2 separate regions of the Canis lupus genome follow, and region 1 is linked to region 2. The links are chromatin contacts, called in public Hi-C maps. All regions are on one chromosome and are shown on one strand. Each heading gives the region's core, a stretch centred on a gene start, on an enhancer-like site or on the middle of the called end of the contact. The rest is flanking DNA. Distances are from core to core; before and after follow the strand shown. Region 1 has its middle 16 kb from the start of KEAP1. Region 2 holds the start of QTRT1 (queuine tRNA-ribosyltransferase catalytic subunit 1).

What was found. Hi-C and Micro-C count contacts between places; a contact is called where the count stands out from the background.
Region 1: a Hi-C map of blood shows a contact between it and region 2, with 2.2 times the contacts expected there. The contact joins the enhancer-like site here to the promoter of QTRT1 in region 2. A contact is called at or near these places in 2 of 9 Hi-C or Micro-C datasets (amygdala and blood).

The regions. Positions count from the first base shown.
Region 1 is chr20:51,062,675-51,070,092 of UU_Cfam_GSD_1.0, forward strand. No RefSeq gene overlaps it. Among named protein-coding and RNA genes, the nearest start is that of KEAP1, 16 kb to the left of the region's middle. Within about 2 kb of position 2,712, at least 10 of the 20 cell types and tissues checked have an H3K27ac peak or open chromatin away from gene starts, as enhancers often do. A contact at or near this core is called in blood, where this site is marked.
Region 2 is chr20:50,895,397-50,902,219 of UU_Cfam_GSD_1.0, forward strand. QTRT1 (queuine tRNA-ribosyltransferase catalytic subunit 1) reads right to left here and starts at 1,307. Exons shown (of 10, transcript XM_038567292.1): 1 at 1,001-1,307; 2 at 700-768; 3 at 463-601. The coding sequence starts at 1,243.

The sequences.
Region 1 (7,418 bases), core at 1,462-3,961, 170 kb after region 2:
ACACTGAATCAGTGCAGGAAACTGAGGAAGGGAATATGAATATCTCTTCTGAGGCATTAGGATGAGAAGAGGCGAAAAAAACTGGATGAAAAGCTACAGCAAAAAAAAAAAAAAAGGGATCCCTGGGTGGCACAGCGGTTTGGCGCCTGCCTTGGGCCCGGGGCTTGATCCTGGAGACCCGGGATCGAGTCCTACGTCGTGCTCCCTGCATGGAGCCTGCTTCTTCCTCTGCCTGTGTCTCTGCCTCTCTGTCTCTCTCTGTGTGACTATCATGAATAAATAAGTAAAATCTTAAAAAAAAAAAAAAAAAAGCTACAGCAGAACAAAGAGTTCAGGGTGGGTTTGGGGTTTTGTTTTTGAGATTTGAAAGACAGAGCCTGTTTATAAGCCGAGGGGAAGTTTCCATATAGAAAGATTATCAAAGATGAAGGTGAAAGAGGGTGGATTCATAGTGATGGTAAAAATAACTTCCTGCTCTCAATCAAGTGGACAGTGTCTAAGGTAACTTTTAGCTCTGTGAAGGGCACTGTAGTACTGGATGCTTAGAGCCCCTTGCTTTGTGCAATACAACATGCCTTCGATTCAATGAATATCTTCTCCCTTGGGTGTGCATTCTGGTTTTAAAAAATAAGTGTTAGTGGAACTAAATATTGCAGAAGATAGAACTTAAGGGGGGGGGAATACACTAGAATCAACAGATTAGCCTTGAGACCCATATCTGGCACTTCAACTTGGTGCAAATCCTCTCTGTGCCTGGCTTTCCTCGTCTGTAAAATGGGGATAATAACCACCTAGCACCTGGCACACAGTAAGATACAATAAGTGTAGTCTCACAGAAGGGAATGAGGTAAGTACTGGAAATCTGAAATGCTAACATTCATCAGGATTATCGAGGTTGTTACCATTAGCATGCTAATGGTATAACATTTAATGACCTCAGAGCACTTCACGTGTTTTACTTAAAATCCCTCAGTGGCTCTTGTAACCCGTGAAAACTCAGTGCTTCCACCAACCCATCTGCCTTATTTTGTGATGGTTTTGTAGCTCCCCATAACTCTCTGAGCTAATTCGGGAGGCGTGGTCGAAAAGGAAGGCAGCACCCTCTTGTGGGCTTCCAGGCGGAAAGAGGAAGTATTGCCAGAGACGGAGAGCTAGAAAAGGAACAAGATTGGAGGGGCCCAGGGTGCAAAATTACCTGACCTTGGCTTGTTCCTATTTTTTAAAATTAGCATTCTTCAAAACTTCTGGGTAAATTATATTTATAGTAAATGAAACAACTGCAAATGCCTCAGGAAGCTCCCCCTATTTAAAGAACTCTCCTATGAGCCCCAGCACCACATCCACACCTCAGGGCCATAACTTTGATTTTCTTAGGCCACACCTTACGCAGGGCACTCAGGAGCATCTTTCAGACTACACATTCCAGGATCTGCCCTAATTAAATCAGCTGATAATAACTTTGGTGGGAGATTTTATATGTGCTGCCGAAGCAAGCACTGGTGGGAGATTTTAAACCGAGTTGCCCAATGCTGCTTTCAGCTGCCTCTTTGCCTTCACTTTCTCTTAGCTTCAGGGTCAGGAAAGATGAATCTCATTAGCCAAGGAGGTGGTGTTTAAATCTCAGTTATGGCAGGTACATCTCTTTCATGTCTACTGCACGTCTTGTCGTTATGCATCATATCTCCCTGGTCATCTCTCAATCCAACTAAGGATTCACCAAGTGAAGAGTCAGGGCAGGGCCAACAAATACTTCGGTGCCTACCTTGTCCCAGGCACTGGGTAGAGATGACTAGGAGCAGGCAGTTTCTGTCCTCATGCAGCTTGTAGTCAACCAGGCAGGAGACAGACTTTTTGTTCCCTGATGAACCACCACAAACCCTGAGGAAAAAGTAGCCTGCAGAACTCAGAAGCACAGTATTTGTGGGCCTCGTATTCAGAATTATTCCTCTATTCTTCCATCTTGTTCACCACTTGATGAACACAACAGGAATGTCACACGTATTTGAATATGGACGAGACAATTCTTGACCTCCGTGGCGGGGGCGCTGAAGCGCTGTGGGATTGAATGGAATTGGCCAGCTCTTCCAGGCTGCAGATTTTGCCAACTCTGTGCTCAGTCTTTCAGGATTTCAGTTCAACACCAGGAAGCCCTCTTGACCTCCGTCTAACCCTCACCATCAGATCTCTTGGGACTTCATGGGCCAGAGTAATTCCTCTTCCAGGCAACGGTCCTACACATACCCGGTGACTCAATTAAGTGCCTGCTGACCATGTCAGGAACCATGAGAAGCCCCTGATATTTTAAGGCAGCTTTAGATCTTTCCTGCGGCTTCCATTTTGGGAGAAACAGCCCCAGTTCCTTAAAGAACTTCTCAGGGGACACAGTAAGTGCCTGTGTCAGCCAGTCTCTCTCTCTCTCTCTCTCTCTCTCCCTGTGAAGGCCCACACACTGCGGGCCAGCTGAGTCTCCCCCGTCCCCCTCCAAAGCTGCGGGCAGGAAAGCACGGGGTGGGACGGCTCAAATTGCAGAGAAAAGCCGGATAATGCTCCTTGGGGCTGTGGGGACGGCAGTGACAGGAAACCCTCAGCCAAGGGGGCGTGACCCCAGGCCCTCTGTCGGCAAGGAACACTGGGGACACTTGCGGAGGGGGGAATGGCAGGAGAGGGGACCTCTCGACGAAAGGGTGACGCCTGGGTCCCTTAGGAAAGACGATGCTGGGGCCCCTCAGGGAAGGGGACTGACACCGGGTTCCCTCAGGAAGGGCTGATGAAGCTGGGAGTCCACCTAAGGAAGTATGAATGGCTCTGGCGTCCTTCTCAGGAGGAAGGGACGATGCTAAGGTTCACCTCCAGAAGGAAAGACGACGCCGGGGTCCTCCTCAGGAAGAGGGGACATCTCAGGGGTCCCTCTTGGGTAAAAGGGTTGATGGCTCCGGGAAAAGGGGTGCAAACGACGCCAGAGTTCTCTCAGGAAGGGAGGCTGACGCTGGGGTCCCCTTAACAAGTGGGAACCACGACGCACGAGGTCACTCTCAGAGAGTGACGCCAGGTCCCCTCACCCACCTGGAGGTTCGAGCACCTGCAGCCGCCCGAGCGCCTCAGCTCGCTCAGCCCTGGGGCTCCCAAGGCGAAGCGGCCGCGCCCCTCATTGGCGGCCTGCTCGGCTAATGACAGCCACGACAGCCAATCGTAGCGCAGGAGGAAATCTCCCGCGTGCCCTCGCCACGCCTTCGTCTCGGTCTGCGCGTGCGTGCATTTCCGAACCCGCTGCAGTTCCCCAGCTCGGCTCTGGGTGGCGCTTGAGGGCTGGAGCTCCGCGTCCGCTCTCCCCAGCCCGTGACCCATTTACAGTAGAATACTTCGTAAGGCTGTTGTGAGAATCCAGTGCAATAACTTACGTAAAACAAACAGCGTCTGGCACCTCGTAACCTGGGCAGTTATTATTTGCATTCTACAGCGGGGGAAACTGAGGCACGGAACAAGTAAATAACCTGCTCCCAGGAACTCAGTCATTAACTGGAGGCGTGGGAGCTAGATTCCAGGCAAGCTGAACCCAGACTCTGTGTGCTTATCTACCATGCTTTGTGCCTCCCAGATAACAAACACCGGGTATTTCTTTACCCTGATTATAAAATAACTTTACCCTTGATTATAAAATTAATACCTGCTCACTGCTAAAGTTCAGAAATCAAAGTCTACGGAACGGAAAACACAGATCTCTCCGAATCCTACCATTGGAGACATTGTTAATATTTTTATGGACAAACTGCCTTTTCTATGCACTTAATCTTTTAGTAGGATCATGTAATGCAGAACATTTTTTTTTTTAATGCAGAACATTTTGAAATCTGCTCTTCTCATTGTAAATATGTTGTCATTTCAATAAATGTAGACCTACTTCATTGTTTTTAATGGCTGCATGTTCTTCCACTGTTCAGAGAAAGTATAATTTAGTGACCTCTAATGTTGAACATTTTTTTAAGGGAGGAAATGTATTTTTTTAAGGATTTTTAAAAGAATTTATTTATTTATTTATTTATTTATTTATTTATTTATTTATTTATTTGACGGAGAGAGAGAACGAGCACCAGCTGGGGGAGCAGCAGAGGGAGAGGGAGAAGACAGGCTCCCCACCAAGCAGGGAGCCTGATGCCGGGCTGGATCCCAGGACGTTGGGATCATGACCTGAGCCTAAGGCAGACACCCAACGGACTGAGCCACCTAGGTGCCCATGTTGGACATTTTTAATAGTTCTTTACTTTTCTTTTCTTTTTTAAAAAGATTTTATTTATTCATTAGAGAGAGAGAGAGAGAGAGAGAGAGGCAGAGACACAGGCAGAGGGAGAAGCAGGCTCCACACAGGCAGCTTGATGTGGGACTTGATCCCAGGAATCCAGGATCATGCCCTGGGTGGAAGGCAGGCGCTAAACCGCTGAGCCACCCAAGGATCCCCATTCTTTACTTTTCTAACCAATACTGGAATGGGCATTTTGTGCCTTTAGGTTTTTATCCAACTGTTTCTATCAGATGAATATTTTAACAATTTTTTAAAGATTTTATTTATTTGAGAGAGAGAGCTTGAGCAGGGAAGAGAGGGAGAAGTGGGCTCCCTGATCACCCAGTAAATATTTAAAAAACTGCAATGGCTAGGTCAAAATGCATGCAGTTACATTTTTGATAAGTATTGTCAGACCATTCTTGGAAAGCTTTATGTGCCAACTTCTACCAACACTAACGAGCTATGAAAGTTCTTTGCCCACCCCAGGATGGTCCATTTTTTTTTCATTATTTGCCAGTATATTGTATATGTATATATAATATATATAATTATAAATATATAATATATATAATATACTGGCAAAAAAATATATATATATATAATCTACTTACAGGCCCCTGGCTGTCTCAGTCAGTGGATCATATGACTCTTGATCTTGGTGTTTTGAGTTGGTACCTCACTTTGGACCTAGAGCTTACTTAAAACTAAATAATTTTTATTTTTATTATTTATTTATTTATTATTTTTTATTATTTTTTAAGATTTTATTTATTCATTCATGAGAGACAGGCAGACACACAGGCAGAGGGAGACACAGGGAGCCTGATGTGGGACTTGATCCCAGGAATCCAGGATCATGCCGTGGGCAGAAGGCAGGCGCTAAACCGCTGAGCCACCCAGGGATCCCCAAAACTAAATAAATTTTAAAAATAAAAACAAGTGTTTTAATTTGTACATCTTTATATTTTTATTCCGTGAAAGAGGGAGAAATATTATCTGTCTCAGGATTTTGTGCAGGTGGAATAAAGTAGCAATAATAGGAGCAGCGGGCTGGCTTGGTGGAACATGTGATGCTTGATCTCGGGGTGGGGAGTTCAAGCCCCATGTTGGGCTAAAAAAAAAAAAGGAGCGATGATAATGAAAGTATCAGGTCATTATCTAGTAGTTATCATTGTGGAACAGACAATAGGTGAAGTGAGGTCTCTGCCTTCCCTCAATGGCGTTAGATCACTTCCAGGCCTCAGTTTCCTATAATAGTATATATCTCCAGGACTGCTGGAGGGCCAATAAGACAATCCACCTAATGAGTTTGGCACAGGGCACGACCCTCTAAAGGCTGGAAGAGCCAGAACCGTTTGTCCCAGACCACATAGCTTGTTTGGAGGTGGCTGATGTCAACTTTAATTTGATCTGACTCCACCCCTTCCCCAGGTTTCCCTGTCTTCTTCAGATTACAAGGCCTTGGTGCTGTGCCTCACTGCCCTAGGCCACCTTCGCCTGAGGAGAGATGAACTCCCCACCACGAGGATTTTAAAGAGCCAGCTGGTGGTCACATGCCCACTTCTGCCCTCTGACTCACATTCTCAGATTGTCACAGTGTCCCAACGGAGGAGGCATTTGGGACATCATGCTTACACTTAGGGTAACCGAGGTCCAGAGCAAGAAGACTCATCAGCCCTCCCCTGAAGCCTGAGATTGGTGCTGTCGCCTCCTGACCCTCAGCCCGACACCCTTTCCCCGACTCTGCCTCCCTTTGAAACACTCTCGGGAAAACGTCTGTCTCTTCTTTACTTCTTGCACAAAGTTCAGATTCCCTGGAAACTTCTACCTAGTTTTCCAGCCTTTTTTTTTTCTCCCCTTTCTGGGTGCAGGCTGGACCCCACTCTTCTGGGTCAGGATATCTACATACTATAATGTCTTCAAACCACAGTGAAGCCTGCAAATCTTTGTACCTGCTAAATCCTATACATTCGCCCTCTAGAGTTCCAGAACTGTACAGTCTCAGATGGGAGTCATTGGCTGCATGTTGGTACTTAAGGTAAAAGGAAAATGAAAACTCCAGCTCCTCAGTTGCACTAGCCACATTTCAAGTGCTTAACGGCCACTTGTGGCTAGTCGCCACCACATTGGATAGCACAGATAGAACATTCCCATCATCTTAGGTTTCACTGGACAGCTCTGCTCTAGACTGGGATTTTTGTTATCCTAACTTTATAGATGAGACAATGGAAGGTCAGAGATCATGCCCAAGGTCACACAGCTGGAGCTGGGATCTAAAGTACTCCCTGATAACTAGACAGGAATAGTAGAGTAGGCAAGCCAACCTCTTCTTAGATCCAAGGAAGCTGCCCTCAATTTGTTTCAAAACACACATGCTGTGAATATATATATCTTTTGACCGCACTGCACTTAACCACTTAAGTGCTGTGTATGTGTGGATCTCAATTTATCACACCGCAGAGGCAGCCAGGATTCTAAACCAAAAGCTCAAATCACAAATGATTCTGTTAGCCATATCTTTATCCCCTTGGGAAATTCTCATTAGCATAAATGAATGTCAGAAACATCGGTGAGATCAAGGGTTTGTCAATTAGGCTGATAAAGGTTGGAAAAAACAGGATCCCTTGAGCGGAATTAACAGTATTCAAATATGCGGATTGGTTAAAATATCTGAAAGTCACTCACTCCCCAACCTTGAATGAACATGCAAGTAGAACAGCTTCCATCCCAAGGCAGTCTGGTGGGTAAATTTGGGAGGATTCGGCTCTCCTGATACCAATCACAAGACTTACAGGCTCAAAGCAACACAGAGCCCTGCCCTTAAGATGTTCAGGTTTGGGGGCACTTGTCTGGCTCAGCCAATAGAGCTGATCATACCACTCTTGATCAAATGACTGTGAGTGGTCAGCCCGGGTGGCTTAGCGGTTTAGTGCCGCCTTTAGCCCAGGGCCTGATCCTGGAGACCCGGGATCGAGTCCCACATCGGGCTCCCTGCATGGAGCCTACTTCTCCCTCTGCCTCTCTCTGTGTGTCTCTCATGAATGGAATCTTAAAAAAGAAAAATAATAATAAAATCTTGGGGCGCCTGGGTGGCTCAGTCGGTTGGGCATCTGCCTTTGGCTCAGGTCATGATCCCAGG
Region 2 (6,823 bases), core at 57-2,556:
TCATTTAAAAAAAGGAAAAAGGGAAGGGGGTAGAGCTAGAAACTACATGTGTACTATATACAATAAAGAGAAACGTTCATTGTCTTTACCAAGGAATGGCGGGGGGGGGGTGGGGGGTGGGGGGGAGGGGGTACTGATGGAAATGCGAGGGACCTAAAGCTTCCCCAATCCCCCTTTGGTGCTTCCATAATTTCAACATATCTTTGCCGAGCTAATTTGTCATTTAGGAGAAATAATAGCAATAAAATCATAACAAAAGCTACGACACGCCAGGCACTGTGTTAAGAGATTTACAAACATTACGTCATTATTCCTGTGAACTATCCCCATTCAAGTCCGCTCGTGTGAAGCTCAGGCAAGGGGAGTGACCTACCCGAAGCCCAGCAGCAAGGAAGGAAAGCGCCCGCCTCACCTCCACCCTCTAGAGGCAAGGGAAGGGGAGGCCGCCCCAGATTCGCTCACCTAAAGCGTTCTGGATCTCCACGGACTTCTCCGGGCTCAGGAGGGTCTCGTCGCCGTCGTAGGGAGAGCGGAAGCGGACGCCCTCCTCCGTCACCTCGGACAGGGACACCAGAGACACCATCTGGAAGCCGCCGCTGTCCTGGGGGAAATCCCACCGCAGGGCGGTCAGAGGGGTGGGACTGGAGACCCTCCACCTCTGACAAGTGCCCTGGGACCCCGGCCCCGATGCCACCTCACCGTCAGCAGATTGTGGGGCCAGTTCATGAAGCCGTGGAGACCGTGGGCTTTCTGGATCAGCTCGGGTCCCTGGGTTAGCGGAAGAAAGGATCAGGTTAGGGGCGAGCGCTGCCCTGAGGGCTCATGTTGAAGGACAGAGCTGGCCAGCTCGGGTCCCCGCCGCTCCCTCACGCCCAACACAAGGCCCGGGCCACCAGGGTCACTCGGTAGGTGTTTGTGGATTGACTTGGAGGCCCGTGTCTCGGAGGAGCCCGTACTCCCCACTCTCTGCCGCCGCCCCAACAAGGCAGAACCCACCCACCGGCCTCAGACCCAGATGGTAGGTGTTGCCCAGGCAGATGCGGCAGCCCAGCGCGTCCAGTTGCTCGGCCGTGATGCCCTTCATAGTGGCCTGCGTGCCCACTGGCATGAACACCGGAGTGGCTACCGGCCCGTGCGGCAGCCTCAGCTCTCCTGCCCGGGCCCTGGATCGGCTGCACTCGGCCACCAGCCGCATGATGCGCGGGGCCGACTCTAGAGACGTGGGGTTTACTGCTGCCGCCATCTTAGCTGACGGAACCACGTGGACACTGCAGCACCCTGGGCGGCGCCATGTTGATTGGAGTCACGTGACGCGGGCGCGGGCTGCAGCGGCGGAAGAGAGTGGGGGAACCATGGCAACAGACGCCGGCGCGCTCGTCCCCGCGGAGCGTCCAGTTCGCTCCCACCCGCTGCGTGTTGTCGGGAAAAATAAATATACTTATGGGTTTGAACCCCACCCCGGCCACTTGCCTGCTCTACAATCAAAGCCTCTCTCTAAGCGATCATTTTTCTCCTGTATAAAATGGGGCGAATAATTGTGTTTCGGTATTAAAAACGTTGTAAAAGGGCGCCTGGCTTGGCTTCAGTCGGTAAATCATGCCACTGGATCTCGGGGTTTTAGTTTCAAGCCCCACCTTGGGTGTTGAGATTGCTACAAATCTTTTAACAAAAAGTAAAAATATAAATAAATAAAAACTGGGATCCCTGGGTGGCGCAATGGTTTGGCGCCTGCCTTTGGCCCAGGGCGCGATCCTGGAGACCCGGGATCGAATCCCACGTCGGGCTCCCGGTGCATGGAGCCTGCTTCTCCCTCTGCCTGTGTCTCTGCCTCTCTTTCTCTCACTGTGAGCCTATCATAAATAAATAAAAAAAATAAATAAATAAATAAATAAATAAATAAATAAATAAAAACTATGTAAAGACTGAGAAGCATGCATATAGAGATCTTAATCAGATGCCTTGCACAGGCTTTTGTCTATCTTGTCCATTAATTTGTCCCAAGAATTTAGAACAGCACCTAGCACCCAGTACATGCTGAATATACATTGATTTATACAATGAGAGAAAGAATGCCAGATTTACAGATTGAGACCCAGAACCTAACCACATTAATTCATTCATTTATTCAGTGAAGACCTACGTATATACATCCCTACTAGTGCCAGCCTTTGTGCTGCACAGGGATGAGAGGCTGGGTCATGGATTTATTGAGCACTAGCTGTGTTCCTCTAATAACCAAGTATTATATAATATATAAGAACTGTTATTGTTGAAAATGGAGCGGATATCTATCCCAGCCAGCAGAGGGCGCCATTGCCCCAGAATCCTTCCTCTCAGTGGCCCAATGGCCTAAATTGTGCTGATCTGAACAAGATTCTGACCCTCAAGGAGCCTTAGGCTAATGATGCCAGCTTTTCAGGGTGGCAGGAGTCTTCACTGAGGCCAAGTCTGGAAAATGCGCAACCATGAGATTCCACCTCAGGGCCTTTGCACTTGCTATTGCCTTTGTCTGCCATACTTTCTGATTTTCCCATGGCTTTTTTGTCAGTTGCTCCTGACTCCCCCAGTCTTAATAATGTTGCACCTCTATCACTCTGTATCATGTCGCTTATAACTTATATTGTACTTTTAAAGCCTCCACACAGGGATGCCTAGGTGGCTCAGTGGCTGAGCCTCTGCCTTGGGCTCAGGGTGTGATACTGGAATCCCAGGATCCAGTCCTACATCAGGTTCCTTGCAGGAAACCTGCTTCTCCCTCTGCCTGTGTCTCTGCCTCTCTTCCTCTATCTGCCATGAATAAATATATAAAATATTTTTCTATTTTTTTAAGATTTTATTTATTTATTCATGACAGACAGAGAGAGACAGAGGCAGAGACACAGGCAGAGGGAGAATCAGGCTCTATGCAGGAAGCCCGATGTGGGACTCGATCCTGGGCTCTAGGATCACACCCTGGGCTAAGGCAGGTGCTAAACCACTGAGCCACGCAGGCATCCCAATAAAACCTTGAAAAAAAAAAAAAGCCTCTATACGTTGACAATGCCCAAATTTTAATCCAGCGTAGTCCTCTCATTGAACTCCTCTTTACAGATGCCTCCTTGACATCTCCACTAGCTGTCTGTAGGCACTCAAACTCTAGATGCAACGCTCCTTACTGTCCCCCCCAAGCTTACCTATCTCCTTCCACCCTTCCAGGAACTCAGACCAGAAAACCAGAAACTTACGGGTGGTCCTTGACCTCTGCCTTCCTCCCTACATCTGATATATCAGTAATTTCCAGCTGCTTATTATTAATACACTTCTTTCCATTCTTGTATAAGCCCACCTTGGTCACGGTATCTTTTAATATACTATGGCATTTTACATTAATTTTAATTAACATTTTATGTAAAATTGCTGCAACACATCTGCTATAAATTATATTGCTCTGTAGTTTTCCTTTCTTGTACTGTCTTCATCTGAGTTTGGTGTCTAAATATCTATTTCCTGGAAGATATTGTGCAAAATTGGAATGATCTCTTTCTGGAATATTTTATTAACCCACTTGTATACCCATCTGGTTATGTTGTTTTCCTTGAAGAAATATTTGTAGTTACTGATTTAAGGTGGTGTGTGTGTGTGTTTAATTTTTAAAATACACTCTACAGGGTAGCCCCAGTGGCTCACCGGTTTAGCACTGCCTTCAGCCCAGGGTGTGATCCTGGAGACCTGGGATCGAGTTCTGCATCAGACTCCCTGCATGGGGCCTGGTTCTCCCTCTGCCTGTGCCTCTGCCTCTCTCTCTGTATCTCTCATGAATACATCAATAAAATCTAATAATAAAAAATAATAATAATAAATAAATAAAATACACTCTACACTGAACATGGGAATCCATCCAACTCAAGACTGGTAAGAGTGACCAAGGGTCCCATGCTCTACAGACTGAGTCAGCCCTGAGCGTCACCCTGGTTCTTGAAAGATAGTCTCAGGGCGCCTGGGTGGCACATTCTGTTAAGCGTTGGACTCTTGATCTCAGGTCAAGTCTTGATCTCAGGAAGGTGAGGTCCAGCCCCATATTGGGCTCCATTTCCAGCATCAAGCCTGCTTAAAAAAAAAAGAAAGAAAAAGAAAAAAAGTTGACAGTTATTTCTCTTAGCCCACTGAACATATTCGGCTCATGGCTTCCACGGTCACTGTTAAGTAGGATCTTGTAACATTGTCACTGTTAAGTAGGCGGCGGGAATGTGGGGAGCCAGGCCACCTCGCCCTCTGCTTCTGCAGGAGCTCCCGGGCGGGTGGTGAGGACCAGATGCTGTTTGCACGGATGCTGTGGCTGCTGCGGCGGCCCCCCGAGCAGAGTACCGGCCGGAAAGAAGCTACTGGAGGTGAGGGCGACAAAGGACGTGGCCTGGCTGCAGCAGGCACAAGGGACCCAGCCATCGCGGGCTGCAGGCTCTGAGCTGGGCGGGGCGTAGCAAATAAGCAATCCCCTGTGCCCATTCGTCCGCGGTCTGGTCCAGGGCTTTCATTCATGACCCTGGAGAGGCAGAGGGCTCGAGGTTGCAGGTGTTGGACTAGGAAGAGGGACAGGCGGAGGCCACCCTGGATGGACACTTTGAAGCTGACCCTCCCTAGCAGGTGGCTGCCTCCTCGTCCCAACCGCTGGACTCACCCCACTTCCTTACATTCTTTTAATCCCAGACTCTGCTCTAGTACCCTTGCTGCTTCTTAGCCCCAGTACTAAATTTAAAAGTATGTTTAAAATTCTAAGGGGAGGCGGGGAAGGATCAGGGTCTCAATCAAAATGCTATTTCTTGGGACACCTCTGTGGCTCAGGTCATGATCCCAGGGTCCTGAGATGGAACCCCACATCCTGCTTCCTGCTCAGTGAGGGGTGGGGCTTGCTTCTCCTTTGGCTGCTTCCCATGCTTATGCTCTCTCTGTCAAATAAATAAGTAAATAATATATTTTAAAAATGCTATTTCTTAAAAAAAATGCTATTTCTTGTGATCTCTTCTTTCTGGTTTCCGCTAAAAATTATTATTTTTTAAAAAGATTTTATTTATTTATTCATGATAGAGAAAGAGAGGCAGAGACACAGGCAGAGGGAGAAGCAGGCTTCATGCCGAGAGCCCGACGTGGGACTCGATCCCGGGACTCCAGGATCGCGCCCTGGGCCAAAGGCAGACGCTAAACTGCTGAGCCACCCAGGGATCCCCTAAAAATCATTATTTTTTATTTGCCATTTTGCAATTTTATACGATGTGTCTCAGTGTGGATTTCTTGTCATTTATCCTATTTGAGATTCCTTCAAATTCTTGAATCTGGTGATCAGAGCCTCTCCATGATTTTGGAAATACTCAGTTATTCTCTCTTTGAAGAGCTGCACTTGCCTCAAACAGCCTAGTGACAAGAAATGCTGAGGTGTTGCCCCTCCTGAGACAATAATCACACACACACACACACACACACACACACACACACACACACTGGGGACTCAGGATGAACAAACCTTATGTGCCTGGTTGCACCAGTCTGGAGTGGAGTTTCCATGTCACTGAACTGGTGGAAGGAAGGAAGGTAAAAGATAATAAACACCAGAAACACTCATTATCCCACTGAATTTTCTCATAGATTTTCTTGAATGCTTTCTTCCTCATTCCTAAGTGCCCTTAGGACCACTTCCAGAGACATTACATGGTTGTTATTTTAATGCTTTTCAGGGACACCTGGGTGGCTCAGTGGTTGAGCATCTGCCTTCAGCTCAGGGCGTGATCCTGGGGTCCTAGGATCAAGCCTGTTTCTCCCTTTGTCTATGTCTCTGCCTCTCTGTGTGTGTGTCTCTCATGAATAAACAAATAAAATCTTTAAAAAAAATACCTTTCACCAGTTTCACTGGGGAGGGGCTCTGCAAAGATCCTCGTGTTGGCATGCAGAAAGACGATGCCTTTTAATATTTTTTGATGTTTGTATTTCTTTTTGAAAAAAAGATTTTATTTATTTACCTGACAGAGAGATAGCAAGAGAGCACAAGCAGGGGGAGCAGCAGAGGGAGAGGGAGAAGCAGACTCCCTGCTGAGCAGGCAGCCCGACAAGGGGCTCTATCCCAAGGTCCTGGGATAGAGCCAGAGCCATGACCCGAGCCAAAGGCAGATGCTCAACCAACTGAGCTACCCAGGTGCCCCTGATGTTTGTTTTTCCCATTCAAACATTAGATACATTTGAGGGCCGCCTAGCTGGCTCAGTAGAGCATATAACTTTTGATCTCCATGTTGTGAGTTCAAGCCCCCACACTGGGCACTGGGTGCAGAGATTATAAATCTTTTTTTTCCCAAAGATTTTATTTTTTTATTTTTTTATTTTTTTTAGATTTTATTTACTTATTCATGAGAGACACAAAGACATAGGCAGAGGGAGAAGCAAAGACATAGGCAGAGGGAGAAGCAGGCCCCATGCAGGGAGCCCAACGTGGGACTCGATCCTGGGTCTCTAGGATCACACCCTGGGCTGAAGGCGGTGCTAAACTGCTGAGCCATCCAAGCTGCCCAAGATTACAAATCTTAATTGAAATTTATACGTTTATTAAATCATTATGCTGTACACTTAAAACTAATACCCTGGCTACTTGGCTGGCTCAGTTGGTAGAGTGTGCAACTCTTTTCTTTTAAGATTTATTTATTTATTTATTTATTTATTTATTTATTTATTTATTTATTTATTTATTTTAGAGAGAGACACACAGAGCACAAGCAGGAGGGGCAGAGGGAGAGGGACAATCTCAAGAAGAGTCTGCACTGAGTGCAGAGCCCACTCCAGGCTGGATCCCATGACCCTGAGATCA